Linked DNA regions of Sus scrofa: region 1 is linked to region 2. The links are chromatin contacts, called in public Hi-C maps. All regions are on one chromosome and are shown on one strand. Each heading gives the region's core, a stretch centred on a gene start, on an enhancer-like site or on the middle of the called end of the contact. The rest is flanking DNA. Distances are from core to core; before and after follow the strand shown.

Evidence for each region. A called contact is a pair of places that touch in the nucleus more often than the background predicts.
Region 1: a contact with region 2 is called in a Hi-C map of skeletal muscle, with 4 times the contacts expected there. The contact joins the enhancer-like site here to the promoter of TCF12 in region 2. A contact is called at or near these places in 5 of 47 Hi-C or Micro-C datasets (embryonic fibroblasts, heart right ventricle, skeletal muscle and 1 more).

The regions. Positions count from the first base shown.
Region 1 is chr1:115,122,311-115,126,523 of Sscrofa11.1, reverse strand. No RefSeq gene overlaps it. Among named protein-coding and RNA genes, the nearest start is that of TCF12, 68 kb to the right of the region's middle. Within about 2 kb of position 1,348, at least 7 of the 83 cell types and tissues checked have an H3K27ac peak or open chromatin away from gene starts, as enhancers often do. A contact at or near this core is called in skeletal muscle, where this site is marked.
Region 2 is chr1:115,054,894-115,058,918 of Sscrofa11.1, reverse strand. It overlaps TCF12 (transcription factor 12), which reads left to right and starts at 2,556. Exons shown (of 21, transcript XM_021094696.1): 1 at 2,556-2,899; 2 at 3,859-3,955. The coding sequence starts at 3,881.

The DNA.
Region 1 (4,213 bases), core at 99-2,598, 69 kb before region 2:
TTTATGTGCCTTTTTCTACTATTGGACCGCTTGTACCACTTGCATGTATTTTCTCAAAAGTAAAAAGTTAAAGCAAAAAAAAAAAAAATTGTAATTACAAAGATTTCTACCCCAATAATGTACTTAAAGTCAAAATTACTGTTTTAAGGACCATTTTGCATAAAAATGTAAGTGTATCCTTATGTTTGCCACCTTCCCAAATGACTGATTTTCCAAAGAGTTCTTGATAATAAGTTCCTTATGATCAGTCACCCAGAAATACACGCCCTGCCTTCTGCATCTGCTTTAACTGTGCATCTATTTATATGGGATGACAGATACTTTCCCTAATAAATCTTACCATTTCCCCTGCTAAGGAATCGAGTGCTGACTAAATAGTTGATGACACATGGGAGTTATTCCTAATTTTCCGCACACACTAAGACAAATCAACGCAATGCTGAGTTCATCTGTTATAAACACTAACAGCTTTGGGGTATGTCAGAAAGGTGGGGGTGGGAGTGACGTATAATGAATCCATAGTTTCTAGACTTTCTTACCAGAGACGGCCTGGGGCAATCTGAGACCAAAGTGGGATTTGGAGTTCCTAACCTCAGATGTTTTATTTCCAAGGGCTAATTTACAATCAAGAGAGCCCTGATACTTCCAGATCTAGAATTCCACTACTTTAAATAGTGATCTTTCCTCCTATATTTTGCAGAGTTTTAAAAGCATTAGGTTGTTTAAAGGCTAATTACCTGAGTAGTGATTTTCAAACCTTTCCAAGTAGGACCACTCTAGGAAGCAAAACAATCCAAAATAACTGATTCATGCTGCCTTCCGCTGCCTCAAGCCAGACCCCTAGGGTTAGTGTAAGGTGCGAGGATCTGGTTTATACCACTTTACAGGTGTCACAGAGGCAGAAGAGAGACTCAGGGTAATAGGAAGAAAGAGGAAAGAGGATCAGTCAGTCATCTCTTTTTCAAGTCTTTTCATTTCACAACTTCTTCCTTCCCATGCCTGCTGGTACGCTCCCTCGCCTTGTTTCAGAGCCAAAAGACAGGTCAACTTCACTGCTTCTTATCCAAGTTGGCAGAGGTTGTGGCAGCAGGGTGGTAACTCTGCCCGATGTTCTCAAGCTGCAGTTGGGACATGTCCAACAGCAAAGTCACTCAGTAAACAGTTCTCTGTTTTCTCTTTTCCTTGAGTTGGCTAGAATATCTCTAGGCCCTAACATCGCCCGCTCTTGAATTCAAGACAAGCCCACAGACCAGAAACTTTACAGATCACCCTGTCTTAAAACAGTCTTTTGCTGGATACAAAATACCATCTACAAAACCATGAATGTGCTACATTACTTCAATTTCAAGCCCTATAGGTGTACTTTTGATGCTCTTTTTTTTTTCTATTTTTAGTAATATTCCTGTACTTCACTCAGTTCAATATTCAAGAACTTTATTAAATAACTATTTTTGTGCCTAGCTTTGACCTGAAGTGCACCTGGGTTGGGGAGATTAACAAATATTGTATATAATAGTTCCTTATTTTAATCTTACAAACTAATTGGACAAAGAAGTCAATATATAACAGATGAAGACTAACTCAAGACAAAATATCATTAAACATCAAAAGCAAGGGGTAAATATCAGAGAACTGGAGAAGTTAGGAAAAGCTTTAAGAAAGATGTTGGACTGGAGCTGGGTTTTTAGGGAAGGGTGGAGGTTGGGAAGGGCTTTATAGGTGTAATAAGAGGGTCAAGACCTCAGAGGCTGGACTCAGCAGAGCAGATTATGGGACTGTCAGAGACCAGTCTAATAAAGCAACTCTGATACCTAGAAAACAGGTAAGTAAATAAATAAACAAAACTAAGATGCAGAGATAGATGAATAAATTAGCTAAGAATTACTTATCTTGCTACATATAGACTCCTAAAGATCAACGGGACCTCATGAATCATGTCACCCACCTTCGGCCTTCATTTTACAGATAAAAGCACTAGGGATCAGAGCAGTAAAGCGAATTTACCATATCAGGTAACAAATTAGTCCAGAGCAGAAATTCAACTCCAGGGCTTCTGACTTCCAACACATCACACTCTTCAAACTACAACTCTATTATGTTCAGCTGACTGAAGATCAACTGGGACCAATGATACATCAATAGTAACAATGTGATAAGTTCCAAAATAGAGAAAAACAGAAGCGATAAGCTCATTTTGCATACAGATTATTGGGATATTTCTAAATTTTTCTTTTCTTGAATTGTAGCACTTACTGCATCATATTTCACACCCTTTGTTTGACCTTCAAAGTCTTCCATAACATGGCCCTACCTGGCCTTTCTGACCTTATTTCCCAACATTTCCCACTATACAACCTCCATTCCAGTAAGATATGAACATCCACAATCGCCATCTTTTGCCAGGGTCATTCTCACCTCTAGGATACTGCTCCTGCCATCTTCCCCTTTTCTAAGATTTTTTCCCCCTTTTAACATTTGACATAAAACCCTAAGATCTTCAGCTATCTCAAGTCTTCTCTACATTCCTACTCAGTTCAATGCAACCCAATTAGTTTCAACACAATTTTATGGAGGACCTGCTGAATGCCAGGCACTCTTACCAGGCATTCAGGATTCCAAAATAAGTAAGGCATGGGCTGCCTTCCAGGTGCTAAGAGTTCAGAAAGGGAATGCAGACATTAGAGCAAATCATCAGCACCCAGAATCTAAAAATAGGTACAAAAGACAGCACAACCTAGAGGATAGAAAAGGAAGAGATCTCACTAAGAGCCTGATATCTGAACTAGGTTAGTGGCTAAGTGGGAGTTTATCAGATATACATTCGGGGGAAAGGGAGGAAAGGGCTATTCTAGGCAGAGAAGATAGGATACAGAAATTCACAGTGTTTGGTTACTTTGGTTTTGTTTTGTTTACTAAACCTGGTTTGGGTTTGGTACCAGGATTTGGTTTGCTTTCGAAGCAATGTACAAATAGAAGATAAAGGGGAAACAAGGCAAGAGAGATGGTCAGGGCTCCTCACCAGGGTATAGAAGCTGGACTGCATCCTGTAGATGACGAAGAGCTACCGAAGACAGTTTAAGTGTCAAGAGTTAGGGTTGGTGGCTCAGTGAAATGTGAAGCAGTCAAGTAAAGCTAAATGAAGGAAAGTTCTAGAGATAGACTTTGAAGAACAGGTAAAATTTCAACAGACTGAAATGGAAGTCATTATATCATTAGTGGAAACAGCAAAGTGGCCATTTAAGTGATACCTGATTGTTCAAGTATGTTAATTTTTTTTTCTTCTGAGATGTGTTACCTAAATTCTTCATGGGCAAGGATTATTTTTCAAATTTCCGTTTAATTAGCTCCCAGTAGCTAACACAGCTTTGGATATACAGTGGGCATTTGGTCAATTATCAATGACCTTTTGGGATATGGCAAAAAAGGGAATAAAGAGAAAAGAAAGACCCTCATATTTGTTCATGGCAGGAGCTTGCTTTTATTCCAAAATTTGTTGCTAAGAACAAAAATTCATAAGGTTTTAAAAATCCATATTTGAAATGAAGATGGTGTGTATAATTAAAAGCTTATGGTTGTCTAATAAAGGACAGAAGATACCAATTAAAGCCAAAATTCCATCTCTAAGCATCCTTTCTCACTGTATGGGCATCCCAACTGCTAAGTTTATTTAATAGATCAAATTAAATGGATGACTGCTTTTGAAGGGCATCTTAGGGACTTGGGACTTAGCTTTGCTTCAATGCATGTTTCCCTAAGCCCACTAGTGACAGAAGTAGTCAATTTTACTAACAGAAAGTCAAACCACTTTTAGATATGGGGGAGAGTGCTAATATGATATTAAAACTTCATGAAGGGCTATATATACATGTTATTTATTTTTTTCTTAAGAATAAGCAAAGGGCATTTACTTGGTTTCACCAATTTTATTTATTTATTTATTTATTTATTTATTTATTTATTTATTTATTGCTTTTTAGGGCCACACTTGCTGCATATGGAGGTTCCCAGGCTAGGGGTCAAATGAAATGCTGTGCCTATGCCACAGCCACAGCAAGGCAGATCTGAGCCACATCTGCACCCTACACCACAGCTCACAGCAACACCGGATCCTTAACCCACTGAGTGAGGCCAGGGATCGAACATGCAACTTCATGGTTCCTAGTTGGATTCATTTCCCCTGTACCATGACAGCTACCAATTTTATTTCTTTGTT
Region 2 (4,025 bases), core at 1,307-3,806:
GCAACTGCTGGCCTACTAGCACAGGATCCCAGCCCCATCTGCAACCTACATTGCAGCTTGTGGCAACATGGGATTCTTAACCCACTGAGTGAAGACAGGGATCCAACCCCCATCGTCATGGAGACTATATCAGGTTCTTAACCCACTGAGCCACAGCTGAACTCCTCTCTCTAAGCTTTGAAATAAAGCCTTCTGGCTCTATCTGGCAAGGTCAGCAAAGGCCCAGGAATGACTTTAAAGCTACAAAACTCCAGTTTTAATATTCTTTTTGACTTCCATATATGTCAGGAATATTATAGAAAATTCATTGCTGGAAATAATATCCTATTAAAAATGGTACATGCAAAGACTATATTACAGGATGCAAAATAAACTCATGTTATAATATCAAATGACTGACAGATTAAATTCCAGCCTTCCTTTTTTGAGAGTGTATGATACACTCAGTACTATGCTAGGTGCACTGTACAGGCAAATGCATGGCAATCCTAGTCCTCAAGGAGTATTTACTCTAATGAGGAAAATGAAGTATAAAACATTATGGGCCATAATAGATATGAAGAACTTCAAAGGAGGGAGCCCCGTGACTGAAGTTTTGGACAGACATTGATTTCTTCCTCTAAATTAGTTGTAGAAGGATGAGAAGAAACTGGCTTTTTCTCTTGAAAACAGCATAAACCCTTAAGATATGATTACATGGTTTCTCCTTTCCTCAATATTTCTCTTCAGTTTTACCACTTAGCCATAGAATCTTACAATTGGATGGGGCCTTAAAAATTTTAGTCAGACTTCCAATCTTGATATTTAGGTGTTTGCTACAAAAAATGGCTATTGGGCCTATATCCCTTATAACACATTAGTATACAAATAGAACAAAACTCTAATCCTGTTGATTCAATCAATAAAGGGAGATCTGGGTTCAAAAGCTGTTTGATCATAGACTCAAAAACATCACTAAAGATCATATCTTTTTCTGTCTATGCTTTCTCCATGTCTGCTTTATTTTAACCTGGCTGGACCTGGTGGTTGGAAGATGGCTTTCTTGATTTTTGTTTTTCCATACAATATGCTGGTGATATTCCTTCACATTTTTTGGTTGTTTTTGCTCCTGGATTTCTTGAGTACATACAGAAGAAGGAGGTTGCTCTGAAGCGCTCTTGCAACATAAAGCCAACAATCAAAAACTTTCCCTAAAGCTTCAGCACTGGCCCAAATTGTGTCAAGTACATTGCCAACCAACAACTGCAGCAGGGAATGGGACTATGCTGATTTATTTAGGTTGGAGTTTTCCTAATTTACTTCTGCTGGCACCACATTCTCCAGTAAGCAGCCAGGCCATGGATGTGACACCAAGAAGGGGGCTGGGTGTTTACCTAGATAAGGGGGAGTGGATACAGGGGAGCCTAGCACCGGATCTGGCACAAGATACCGGGAGTAGATGTTGACAACGTCATGGAAACCCTTATCCCCAAGCTACAACTGCCTTCTTCCGCTGGATAACTCGGGTTGTAATAAAGCACAGAACTTGCATATTCGCAGTTGGATCTAGCTCCTTGTTTCTATGCACATCTGAGCTCCGATAACTCCTTCTTGCCAGGTTGTTGTCCTTAAAGGACTGACTGCATCCTTCAATTTGTTTCTTTTGATTTGTCTTCTTTCCTCACAGTGTTTCTTTGGCTTGGGTCTCACTGGTTTTCACTGTAGTTGCTGAGTCGGAGAAAACCTTTGATATCCTGATAGGAAGAAATTGAGGTTTAGTTGTCTTCTTTCCTCCGTTTGGGGCTTCTTCAGGTCAAATTCAGAACTTGCAAGGCAGTGGCTATGGTATAGAAACTCCCTGGGCCGTTAAATGAAGGGACTGATCCCATCCATTTCCGAGACCACATCCTGCTGTGCAACTCGGTGGCCTCAAATGGGATTCAGATGGCAAGAGGTGATTGTAGACGTGAGGACCTGAGTGAGTGTAATGTTTGGGAACCTGAAGGCCACGTTGCTTGGCGTGGTTTGAGGGAGATTTCGCCTCTTCTGCATTCCGCTCAGCAACGAATTTGACCACCGTACCTGCTCCAAGAGCCGATCGAGGTGGCCGGTCTCCCTTCTTCAAGCATGCCTCTTCCGCTCGAGTACTCAGCAGCCTCCCGGGGCCTGAGGCTCCAGGCCAGGCCGAGCGCGGCGTCCGGCGTCCAGCGCGGCTCGCTCGGGAACTGCAACATCTCAGGGCTCTGCGGCCTCGGGCTAGGTGGCCTGGGCAGCGGATCCAGATGCGACTGCTGTTGCGTCTCCGCCGCTTCGCTTCGGGGCGGGAAGCAGGAGCAGGACAAGCCGGGGGAGGCGCCACAGTGCCCGAAGCCCGTCTCCACGGGCCCAGACCAGGCATTCTCCACAGGCTGCCCGGCCCTGCCTCGCGGGGTGCCTGCGCTTACCTCCGGCCCCTCCCCGCCGGCGCCAGCTCCGACTCCGGCCCGCCTCACCCCACCGCGGGCTTTGTCCACAGGCTGCGCGGCGGCCCCTCCCCGTTCCCGCCGGCTCCTCCCCGCCCCCTCGCTGGCCCCACTTCCTCGGCGCAGGCGGCGGGAGCGGATCGGGGACGAAGGGGTTAACCCGGGGCTCTTCCCGGCGCGGAGGGATCCGAAGCCGAGCCGAGCGTGGTGCTGAGGCCGCCTCAGCGAAAAAAATGTCCGCCTGAGGAGACCCACAAGTTCTATTCGGGGGGACCGTCAGCCCGCCCCGGTAGGAAGGGGCGGCCAGGCCCGAGAGCCGCCTCCCCCGCCCGGATCCGAGAGCTTGCGCGGGGCAAAGTGAGCCGAATCGCCGGGCGGTGCGAGGGGAAGCCCGAGCCCGCACTCCTGGCCAAAGTGAACTTTAATCGGGGTGGTTGGATGCGGAGACGGGGCGGCAGGTAATTACGGGCCGGCGAACGGGAGGGGGACGCCGTGGCGGGGATGGGGGCTGCGGGGCGCCGCCGCGTCCCTGCCAGAGCGGAGGCGCCCCCGGCCCGCGCCGCAACTCCGCGCCCCTTTGTACAGAGGCGAGCCCCGGGTCCTCTGCAAGTTGGGGAGTGGAGTGGGGGCGGAGGCGAGAGTCGCGGACGGCCAGGCCCGCGGGCGGCGCGCTCGGCCTGCGCGCCCCGCTCGGCTGGGCTCCGGGGCGCGCGCAAGAGCGGGCTCTTCGGCTGCCGAGCCAGGCTCATTGTTAGGCAGGTCCGGGGCCGGCCGGCCGCGGGCAGGGCAGCAAAAGTGGGAGGAGGCCGAGCCGGGGGAGGAGGACGCCGGCCGAGAGCGAGACTAGTTGTCGGTGTTTCTGTTTTCTTTTTAAAAACGCTCCTCCGATGCGCCGGGGGTGCTTTCCGACCCCCTGGGCCCGCCGGGGACGTCCGGGCGGCGGCGGCCGCAAACGCGGGCCTTCGAGCGGCGCATTCCGTGCAACTTGTCAGTTCTATTGTTGCGGATCCAGTGAGTCACTTCGCTGCTCCCCTCGCCGCCGCTCGGCTCGCTGGATGCCCATTCGCCCCTCACCCCGCCCCTCGAGACCCCCGCCCCGGCCAGGCCCCGCGCGCCCGGCACCCGGCGGTGGAGCGGGGTGGGGGGCGCCGGGGAGGGGGCAGGGACGGGCTTGGAAACTTGCGGGAGAGGCGGCGAGTTGCGGGAACCGCAGCGTCGCTCCCGGGCCGCGCCAGGAAACGCGTGGAATCACGGACCGGGCGCGGACGCCGGGCTCTTCTGCCCCCTGCTCTTACAGTGGTGGGGAATGAGAAGGGTATTAGCCCGGTGCTTTTCTTCTTCTCCTACGCCCCTGTCCATCCCCGTAAACACTTTGGGCCTCGGTGCTCTCTTGCTGAGCCTTTTTCCTCTGCCTTAGGACCTACTAGAAGTGGCCCAAGATGAATCCCCAACAGCAGCGCATGGCCGCTATAGGGACCGACAAGGAGCTGAGCGACCTGCTGGACTTCAGTGCGGTATGAGAGCTTTCCGTGGCATCTTGGGGTTCTGCTGAGGTTTACAGAAAAAGAAAGGGGGGGAGAGCGG